Regions from separate parts of the Rattus norvegicus genome. Here region 2 is linked to region 1. Evidence: chromatin contacts called from public Hi-C data. All regions are on one chromosome and are shown on one strand. Each heading gives the region's core, a stretch centred on a gene start, on an enhancer-like site or on the middle of the called end of the contact. The rest is flanking DNA. Distances are from core to core; before and after follow the strand shown. Region 1 overlaps Kifap3 (kinesin-associated protein 3). Region 2 overlaps Kifap3 (kinesin-associated protein 3).

Region 1 (5,741 bases), core at 2,365-4,864:
TCTAGGCAAAGCCACAGAGAATCTCCACAAGCATTTGCCTGGTCCATGAGGAAAACTCTGAACCATGTTCTAAAGTTAGTTTTCAGTAAGAGCATCGAACGTTCCCCTGTAACTAGGGATTTCCCTCACCTCCCTCCCCGTCACCTCCCAAACCTGACTCTTCTGACATAAGGAAGCACTCTTGAGACACATCAGTGCCACATGTCTTAAGGAGTTTTGACAGGAGAGTATTTTTTTTTTTTTGGTAGTCTGATTCTTACATGAGCCAGAAAACCAAACCAAACCAAACCAAATCAAAACAAAAAAGCCCAAAACCTTTAAACACTCTGAGGAAGTCAGCACCACCGACAGCCTGAACCTGCCGCGTGAGTAGAGCCAAGCTCTCCAACTCTAACTTGATTTGCATTTGTCGCGCTCACTGACTGAAGCACATGATACACCTCTCCAATGGTCAAATAACCAGACACACAAGCTCTGGGTCAAAGTGCAGACACCACAGCAAAGGACCCTTAGAAAATACCAGGAAAGTAACAGGAAAAAAAGAAAAAAAAAAAAAAGAACTCAGTAAGTCTGACAACAGTCAAGCAAATAAAGACATAGGAATATTTATATGCAAGATTTTTCATATAACCAAATAAAATTTTGTAATCATTTTAAGAAATAAGCCTTCTTTTTTCCTTGATTAGGAACAGAATAAAACTATTCAAACAAACCAATTTCAGTAAACACACACATATAATGATTTTTAACATTTCTTATTATCAATTCCTTTATGTGTCTTTGGCATTAAAAGAAAAAGAAAGAGAAAAAGCAAACTTCAAAATTCGTAAATGAAATACTTTATATGATAAAATATTAAAATATTTTTGTCATATTTAATCTTTGGGTCCCCCAGAGCCACCCATGCTGAAAGAACGAAGTCCTGTCCTTTGCTGTAATAATTATTCAGACTACACAACATTCTTAAGTGTTCGTGTTACGTGAGCTCATTACTCAATCACACTGAAATGTGCGTGGCCTTTAAGGTCATTCTCACAGGAGTAGGGGTGGCACTGCAGCAGTCGCATGCCCAGGATCCACAGCTCACTGTGCTTTAAAGAGTCAAGTCACCTCTTACCAACAGTAAGAATTTTATACTATGGAGCCATCAAATCAAGATAACACAATTAAAATTGCTAACACTTTCACTAGGACAGCATCAAAATCACTTCTGAAAACTTGCACTTCAAGCATGGCATGGCCCTACAAAAGTATTCAAAAACAAGGTTTTCCCACTTGTCTTTCAATTTCTATTTCATGGAAATCACTCTTGGAACAGGCCAAAACATAACCTAAAATAACTCATTGTACGAAATGTTCAACACATTAAAATAATTTAAAAATAAAAAGAAACTTAGAAAAAGATCAGAAACAATGATATTTCTGAAGGGCTGGAGGAAAAAAAGTCTAACTATTTCTGTTAAACATGTTTTAGTGCTGAATAGTAAGTAAATCAAACAGAAGACATAAAATTAATGAATACAAAAAATTATGTTAAAAATGAGAAAAACACATTACATATAGAAAAGATAAATACTGTGTTGTAAACATGTTAAATTACATATGCTAAATGAAATATGTATCATATATATACATGCAGATATATACAATTGCCCCCTGCGCACATACATATCATATTCATGGCAACATTGTGTTGCAACAATATTAAATACCTATTATTCTGAGTCAAAGTCCTAACCTTTTCAAACCATAGCTTTGGTAACAGTCTCTTACTATACTTTTTACATAAGCTTGATAGCCAAACATCAAACATGTTAAATAGATCACTGAAAAACTCCACTCAGAAGCTCATCCTCTTACGTTAGGAACTGAAGATTCAATTTTCTATATACATAACAATACGCTACACGGTCATATCAGAAAATCAGATATACACAAAATGCAATTTCTTTGAGCAAAGCGAAGCAGGACATTCAAGGAAAGCAGGTTTGCTCATTCAACCAAATTACAAGCCCCATGTAGAAAGCTGAAGGCATTATTACCAGGATGAAAGCCTTGAGGAATTTATTTGGAATTCAATTTTTAAAAATATACAATTCATATAAGTTCAGTTGTCAGTTTCCAAAGTCTCAGGAGATTAGAGCTAACACATCGTTATGGGGGGAGGGGGGTTGCTGCTCTCCACATGCTGCTGGTGCAAAAGAAACAAGACATGATGGCTTAGCGGAGGGGAAGGAAAACTGCATTAAAGACAAATACACCGTCTTGAAGCCATTCCGAAAGAGTACATTCTTGAGCAGACTAATAATATTTATAGCCTTAAACTAACTATAAATTATCTTCAGATTTATAAACCTGAATGAAGGACAGTGATAAGTATGTACACACAGCAGAGGTAGCAGAAGAAACCACTTTTGCTAAAATATACTAACTCATAACTCAGCCCACAGGGTAACTAAAAACTAGATAAAATGCCTAGAATTTAGGTACTGTCCTAAAACGTGGGATTAAAATCCCAGTTACCTGGGATTGTAGGAACAAGATTATCAATCAGTAAGCACCTTTATGATAGGTGCTTAAGAACCTTCTAAATACCCCTGAATAGCTGGGAGCCAACAGACTACCATCCAAATGAAGACCATTCTCTATGATAGTGAGAAATCCCACCTTTACCACTGGAACTTTGCTGTATGACTGCAGAGGAGCAGAAATGAGACAATGATCAACAAGGCCACACCTTGTCCAATCTGCTTATGTGTGTGTGTGTGTGTGTGTGTGTGTGTGTGTGTGTGTGTGTGTATGTCTTTTCCCTTCCCCAATTTCCTCTCTTTCCAAATATGTACCTAGGGCCACTGAATGCTTTTATGTATGTCCTTTGCAGTATGCTACATTGATTACATCTCCTGTGTGGCTTTTCACCCCTTACCTCTCTTTAATTGGTATAGCAGGTAGCCAAAGATAAGTCAGCTACATCTTGAAGTGTTGGGGCTCTCGTCCTAAAACTTCAGTAACAGACTTAAGTGCAGTCACCTTAATTTATGCTTTAATCATATCACTACTACTTTAAGAGTACCTAAAAGAGTTTAAAGAATACATCTGTAACTGATTTTAAGAGACTTCTTGCAAACCGAAAGGCTATATTTCCTCAAAAATCAGACATTGAAAACCACTCTTCAGTGTGAAGATGTGTCAGCCTGGGGCTTTTGGGAGGTGAATATATCATTAGGAGAGAGCGCTATGTCTGTTATGGAAGATAACAAGATTGTAGGGCAAAATGTGGGTAGACGCCAGTGGCAGGCTTCCCACTCACACAGTGGTCAGGCATATCCTCATGAGAGAACCCGCTTCCTTCCCAGAGCGAAGGAAACCAGGTAAGTTATCACAGCACTTGGTCTCAGGGTAACGATTACAAAGATGCACTGAAGAAAGCAGGAGGAAAGCTTTTGCCTGCGTCTCAGTTTCCCTACACACAAGCAACACAGCAGCCAAGGAAACATCTCCCATTTGGGCAAGAAAGGGAACTCCTTCCATAAAGCAAGAGCTGACACGGTGTGAACCCACAGTGAAACAGTCCTGAATCCAGCTCCATGGCAGGTGTCACCAGGTCAGTGGCCTTGGCCCTCTGGACTATGTTTGCCTTGACAGTCAAGTGCCCTGCCTACTGTCCTTTCCTCAGTTTTGTGCAATAGAACACAGGGAAGGACTCTGCTCTCTGGATGGCGGAAGAGTTTAAATTAAGCCCAAATCAGTGCTAAGTGAGTGAAATTCAGCATCAGTGAATGCAAATAGTTCCTGCTTAGTGTCTATAGACAGAACCTCCAGTCCTGCCTGTTGGTATACTGATACCCCAGACAGAACTGTATCCTTGCTAAAGTCACCTGCAGCTGGCTGCATGAGTCTCAGGTGGGACTCGGTCACACCACTGACTCAACTGGACCTGGGCTCTAGGTGTAAGTGGCAGTAGGTGCTCAGGACACTGCCAGCCCATACACTCTCCAAACCCAGGCAGCGAAGATGAGAGAAGAAAGAGCAGGTACCAAACTGTTACTTCAGAATTTTATCAGGGATCCTCCCATGGTCAGATAAGTATCAAATAAAATACAGGAAATGAGTAAAAATGAACATTGTGTCTCTTGGCTCCAATAAAGGTTTGAAGTGGCAAAGTATCCTTTTTAGGCATTCATAAACTCCATCTTAAACAATATATCAAGTTCACATTTGGCCAAGTTGGCTTAGGGCTTCTACAGCAGAAGCAGTGCAGGTAAGTAAACCAGGTGGGGACACATTGCAAATTCATACTTAGGGCACCATCTAGTGGTGATACAGCAATAGTGACCACAGGCTCAGAGAAAACTAGAATCCTCATTTAGAAGTCCTAGAAGGAAGGGACAAATGACAAGAGAATGGCTTTTATCGAACTGTTAAAAGCATAGGTATCCGTGTGATTCCAACAAGCATAAGGAAAATTTACAGACCTATGATCTCACCACAAGCACAAAACAGGGCCAGAAACTGAGCAATGTTTATGAACTCATGGAAAACGTAAAATTGTCACTCACTGAGAACTCAAATTCAGGTGAACACACAGGAAAAATGTCCACAAGCGCTTACGCATAGGGCAAAGAGGAGCAGCAGGAAGAAAGGAACAAAACTCAAACAAATCCTTGAACTGGAAAGCATATAAAACGAAAGGGAAAATGTGACAGAAGACACCAGCAGCAAAACCCAGGGTTCAAAGACAGGCTCTGCAAACAGAGCCACAGGAGCCAACAAAGGTTGAGGAGAGGGATCTGTTGTGCCACTGTTGGGAGTCATCAGACCAAACAGACTTGAGAAGCCAAAGCAGTAGAAAGTTTATTCAAAGATGGTAACAGAAAACCCCTAAACATAGAAAGACATTCAAGTAGCTACATACACAAAGGCCAAAGATTACATGTCAAGTTCACAATTCATAAAGTTATAACATAAAACACGTATGCCAGCTTCAAAAGCTAAAGACAGGATTCTTAAGGAGCAGGAAAAAAAGAAAATAATATTCAAAGGTGTCCCAGTCATCTGACAGAGGACTTACAGCAAGGCCCACAGGGACAAAGCAGGGACGGGCAGCATGACGGGTTTATGGTAGTGCAGGAAGAAAGCCTGACAAAACAACAACTATGTTAGCATGCTAGGAGCTACGAAATGTTCAAAAGAGGTCCTATGGGATATCAAAAAATTCAAAATGCAGGGAGGGTTGGAATGTAAGCACACTTTTATTTGAAGGCAAGAAAGGAACTACAAAGAAGAGAACAAAGTCAATTTAAAAAGTTATAAAATGGCTCTAGGATATCCCGACATGAATAATGACATTAACTTCAAACCAGGCAAACTCTCCAGGTAAAGGACAGAATAGCAGGGATTTATTATTTTATGTAGGAGTGCTTTATCTGCATGTGTGCATATCCATCCACACGTGTAGGGGGTCAGACAGGCCATTAGAGCCTCTGAGGCTGGAGTTACAGACGGTCCTGGGCCACTTGCCCAGCCAGCTGTCTCGTCAGAACAGTGAATTATTTGAGAGCCCCAATTAAGGCTCACAGCATTGTTCAGTGGGTAAACACATACACTTGTCACTCCGCTTGACAGCTGGTTCAACTGCTGGGTCCTACATGGTGGCAGGAGAGAACTAACCCTGTAAATGTCTTCTGTTCACCATGTCCACCTGCGTGGGACGTACCTGCATCTCCTACCACACATGTATG
Region 2 (5,550 bases), core at 2,295-4,794, 76 kb before region 1:
GGTGGACAGTGCTGCGTAAGTGAAAAGCATCATCGTTATCTCGCTATGATTAGATCAGAGCAACCTGATTTTTCCTTCTTTAAACTAAGGCATCAAGACAAGTACAAACCGTAATAAAGTCATTAGTGGACGTCAGCATGAGAGAGAATACTTTTGATCCATTTTTTTCATGAGCACATAGGCTCTGAGACTGAAAATATTTTAAAACAATCTTGTTTGTACTTTAACTCACAACACTGCTGCCAGAGCTCACTCGGACCTTGTCTGAACTCCTAGACACGCGGCGTTTGAACTCCATGAAGGCAGCTTCCATGTGTGGGTATGGCAGACCGCTGGAAGGTTTATTATACTCTTCTCAAACCCTTTCCCTGTAACCGCAGAATTACTCTTTGCAATCATACATGGAGTCTATTCTCCTGGTCACTACCCTGTTAATTTAGTCATCGGGACACAGTCTGTCCGCTTCATGTTTTCTGAAATAACTTAAGAGTTTCACTAAGTATCTATGATACTTTTGATGTGGGTGAGATCACTTCAGCAGCTGAGAGCCACACTACCCTGATGGTGCTCAGTCTCATCTGAACCAAGTACAGCACACACGGGGACCCCACCTCTTGGTCTTATTAGTGCAACCCAATGTGCATGAACAATGTACTCAATAAGACTGTAACTTGAACGAAGAGTATCGGGATGGATGGACGAGTCTGGAGAGACAGGTAGGATTGCACGGGCTAAACGAGATGCAGATGGCATAGAGGCCGGAGTAAGACACAGTAGCAGCCAGAGAGCAGCCCGCGGTGCGTTCTGGTTGAAGTCTCAAGTGTGTGGTATGAACTAGCACAGGACTTCAGGTCTCCAGTGACGAGTGGACTGAGGTAAAACTCTCTGGAGAACTCAATAGTTTTGAAAAAACCTATCCTGAGTTTTAGAAACTTATCTATGGTTAAAAAAAAAAAAAAGGTGTTGGATGAGCTCAAACACACGTCAAACATTTAGCAGGGAGTGTATCTGCCCATGCCTCGAGTCCTGTAAACAACAATCAGCAAATTGCTACAGTTCACAGCAAAGGCTGTGTGTATGTGCAGTGCACTGTGCCCACACTTGTGGAGGTCGGACAACTACTTGTGGGAACGATGGATCTCTTTCTTTCCGTCCGTGGTCCTGAGGCTGACCTGAGCCTGTCAGGTTTGACAGCACGTGTCGGGGGACATCCTGTTGGTCTATCTTTCTAGCTTTTGAAATGAAAGTTTAGTTACAAAACTTTTCTAGGTTGGAACTGAGAGCTAAGACTGTGGTTTTAAAACTGACTCAAAGTTTTAATAACTACAGATAATCTGAATGAGAGAGCCTTCCCCATGAGTAGAGGAAGTACTTCATGAAATATTCCATGGGGCTGTCAGACAGGTTAGGAAGCTAGTTTGACTTTAATAGTAAGAAAATTCCATGTTTTTGAAATCCCTGGTGTAGGAAGAGAAATGCCACACAAGTAAATAATACCTAATAAGGTCTCAGAACGGGCGCCCAAATGTAATTTACAAAATCGCCACTAGATGGCGAGCTTGTCTTACCACTGTACTCAGAATGTGCCACTGAGTTTTAAAACAGCTAATTGCATTTAAACTATTTAACACGCATGGAGTGAAGTTTTGCTTCCTCAGATAACTAATGTCTTCAATTTTATAAGTGTGAAATAATCTAGTTCACACAAAATAGGAAACACCTGTCCCTGAACGTAAAGTCTGTGACCGTGGGGCTTAAGTGACTGTCTTCCACACTGACTTTTTCTTTTCTTTTTTCTTTTTTTGTGACAGTGTATCACTGTGTAGCTCTGGCTGGCCTGGGACTCACAGAGACCAGCCTACCTCTGAGCTTCCCAAGTGCTGGAATTAAAAGTGTGAGCCACTATGCCTAGCTTGCTTGCAAGTGAAAAGTTAAACCTGCACATTAAAGTACTATTCTGACTGCATAGTTTGAAAACTGTCATGGAACCAACAGCAAAAACGTTTATGTCTTTTGTAAGTTTAACTGTTGTACACATGTATTTTAGATTTCTCTAAGGCATTAATTTGTTTTGAAATTGAATCACTGTATCATTGAGAAAATGAAATGCAAGAGTATAATTATGCAGTCTTTTAATGAGTCTGTCATATGTACACACACACAAAGACACAGTTTAGTCGTAATTTTAATTTCCTTTTGTGTGTTGTATACACATAATTATATTTTGCCTTTTATTATTAATAAAGTGAAACATAAATAATACTCAGGGGGTCTGTTTTCTTTGTGTGTGTACCTGTGTGTGCCACATGTGTGCAGGTGCCTCCAGAGACCGGAAGTGTTGCATCCCCACAGCCAGAGTCAGATGTGGTTGTGAGTTGCTTGACGTGGGTGCTGGAAACTGACTCAGGTCCTTTGAAGGAGTAGAAATTGTTCTTAATTACTTAGCCAGCTTTCCAGCCCCATGAATAATATCTTTAAATGAAATTTCATTTTTTCAAAATAAAGGGCAAATTATGTAAGTATTGGGTGGGAAGCTGTATTTAAATCATTCGTCTGGGACTCATTAAAAGCATTGTTAATGACATCCGTCAGCTGGAAGGGGAAAAGACTGTGGGGCGGATTCCTCCAGTTAGTGACTATGTGATGCTTCAGATAAAAACGAATTCACACCAATGGACGGGCGTGTGTAAAAAGTGTCTTTCATTTATTCCGATTGGTAGTGAAATCCCACTTCTCTGACTTCCCTGTAATCTCAATTAATACTTGTCCCCGCCCACTGCAGACCTACAGTTTCCTCTGCGGCACCCTGACCAGGTCCAGGAGGGAGAGAAAGAACAACTCTGACAAACAGTGACATGCCCACTCCTGGGAGTCCTGACGGCACAGCACACAGTGCATGAAGGGAGAAATGAAGGAACTTAGAGACTTGTCTTCTTAGCACCAATTGAGAGAGAATTAGATGTTTTTATTTCACTAGCCCAGAGTAATGGCTAACACTTGTCGGGGTAAGAGTGGGCTGTCAATCAAGAAGGAAATCACAAGCATTTCCATACATGGAAGTGGTTTCTGAATTTGTCTTTTTTTTTTTTTCAAATCTGCACGTCAAGAGCCCTTCCTCATTAGCCTCATCGTCCCCTTTACTAGAAATTCTTTCTATTCTTGTTTTATTTGTTCTGGACATTCAAGGAAAATATTTATAAATTTTGTATTGTTCTGATTTTAGACTGGCTTTCCAAAGAGAACAACAGTTGATGAAAGGAGCTGCGGCTACTAACTAGTTCCTCCCTTCTCTTACTTGTAGCGCTGGTGCCTCAGACAACTCGCTGTATCTGACTCTCAAGCTGAGGTGAGAAGCCGCCTCCGCCTGCAGTGCTCTCTGGCTTCTAGAGAAGTCTTTTAGTTAGGGCACAGCGTCTAGCTCTCTTTGACTACATGTCTTCAATTGTGCACGAGAACTTTCTGAACCTACTGGCGGGTTCTGTGCTGTCAAGCAATGCCTCGCACCCCGGCACGTACCGAGTGGCTTGCGTAAGTTCCACATCAGTAAACTGTCATTAGCACCTCCTTCAAATAACTGCTTGCCTGTCACTGGTCCCCTGTCACTGGCCACACTCATGTGATCTATCACGATGCCTTTCTTCTTCTTAAGGCACAAAACTGTCAGACGTGTCACGTGCAGAGGATCGCCTTGGTAGCAATGTTTTCTCAGGGACAGACTAACCAGCCGTCTGGTACCGAGTGAGTTAAATGTGAGCACCCGAGCTAATGACTGTGTAATGCTAACCTACGTTGCTGGTTCATTTTGACTCTTTAAAATATGAACTGTGTGTTTTACCCCTTGCACTCTCTTAATGATTTGTTTTCAGACTGAAACCGCTTCCAGCCGTCAGTTACGCTCCAGGCCTCTACACATGCACTTTTCCAAGCACAAACATTTCTTTTTCCTATTGGTCTGCCAGCCCTGTCAGAGCAAATTTCACTTTAAACTAAATGCTATGATGCTTAAAACCTCTTGGATTACTTGGGCTGCTGGTGTGATCTATGACCTTCCAAGAATGACAGCTGAACTTTCCAATTTGCTTACACTGCTCGGGGAGCTGGGAAGCAATGCCAAAAGGAAAACGCTTGTGATGTTTGAACAGAGAGGAACGTTCTTGTCGGAGGTGGGGCAGGAGACTATTAGGTACGGAGGAATACTAACAAGGAATGAAAAGAAACTAAACATGCTGTAAAGTCAATGCCTTAAACAACCCAAAGTTAGCACATGAGCACTACCGCGCTCTAGCCGGGCACGCCTAACTGTAAACTGGAAATAACCACGTTTAGTTACAGTCATCTAAGCACCAAGCAGAACTCTAGTTAGACTACACTACTGAATGAGTAAGTCCTAGAAATGGAAAAGAATCTTAAATCATCCTGATTAACAGAGAATAACAGGCTATATCAATCTCTCCCCTTTCTTTATAAAATAGAAATTTGATATCTGAAAAATGTCAGAGGCAATACAGCCATGTAACATGGATGTTATATCATGGATGATATAATACTAGTCTCTTAAATGAAAAAAGTGTTATTAACTTTCTGTGATAACTCATTAAAACTCCTTAAAATAATTAATATAGTTTGGGAAAATTTTAATATAGTTTTGAAACTTTTCTCTTTGTACATCAGATAAGACATAGATGGTTATGAATGTTTAAAAAACCCAAATTGTCATAAAAATAAGATTTTTAACATAAAGCTTCCAACTTATCTGAGACTATTCAACAATTTCTTTCCTTTATTTTGCTGAATAATAGATCAATCATGTCAGTGATAAAATTCATATACTGGCTTGTCAGTAAAGACTTTTTGGAAGATAAATTAAACTAAGAAGTAGTTCTCAAAACTTATGAACAGAAATATGTAGATTACAAAATCTACAGCTAAACTCATTAAAAATCCATGTTTAAAGAACTAAGCAAAAACATCTGAAAATTTGATTGTAAGCAAATTTTAAGTTGTAAATATATGAAAAAGCATTCTTGCCTGCTTAGTCTACTTTTAAGATGTATGTAGGGCAGTGCTACTGTACCCTGAAGCTGCGAATTCAGCCACTTCAGCAGTGAGTACAGGAAGCTGCCAGATAAATGCTGCAGAGGACGGACTCTAACCTGCATCAAAGCGCGCTCTGCATTCACTCCAGAGGCTTAGCCCACGAGAACACACTCAACAGTATAGCTCAATCCATTTTCTACACAAGTTGAAGGTTAACTACGGACTGTCTGGTACAAGACTTCTGAAAATAAAACAGGACATGACTGTCGTCTTCACACACAGGGCTAAGGAAGCCCTGACCCTAGGCCAGGCAGACGGAGTGTAGACAAGGATGTGGAAGCTCAGGATTTCTTACGGACACCTGTGCGGTACCTTGAGTTGTTCTTAAAGGATTATGGGGACACTGCAGACCTTTTCCCACTATCAGCGACACACATGCCATTTCCCTCTATTTGAAGGACTGGTAACTCTGCCATTCCTGACCTTGTGGAGTACTGACTATCTCTTGTATTC

The links. A called contact is a pair of places that touch in the nucleus more often than the background predicts.
Region 2: a contact with region 1 is called in a Hi-C map of liver, with 7 times the contacts expected there. The contact joins two enhancer-like sites. A contact is called at or near these places in 10 of 12 Hi-C or Micro-C datasets (the A7r5 cell line, the Rat2 cell line, Schwann cells and 5 more) and 1 of 1 datasets of contacts at active chromatin or transcription factors (oligodendrocytes).

Annotation. Positions count from the first base shown.
Region 1 is chr13:78,710,739-78,716,479 of GRCr8, reverse strand. The region is part of intron 10 of Kifap3 (kinesin-associated protein 3); the gene reads right to left. Among named protein-coding and RNA genes, the nearest start is that of Kifap3, 42 kb to the right of the region's middle. Within about 2 kb of position 3,614, at least 7 of the 93 cell types and tissues checked have an H3K27ac peak or open chromatin away from gene starts, as enhancers often do. A contact at or near this core is called in liver, where this site is marked.
Region 2 is chr13:78,787,100-78,792,649 of GRCr8, reverse strand. The region is part of intron 19 of Kifap3 (kinesin-associated protein 3); the gene reads right to left. Among named protein-coding and RNA genes, the nearest start is that of Scyl3, 22 kb to the left of the region's middle. Within about 2 kb of position 3,544, at least 6 of the 93 cell types and tissues checked have an H3K27ac peak or open chromatin away from gene starts, as enhancers often do. A contact at or near this core is called in liver, where this site is marked.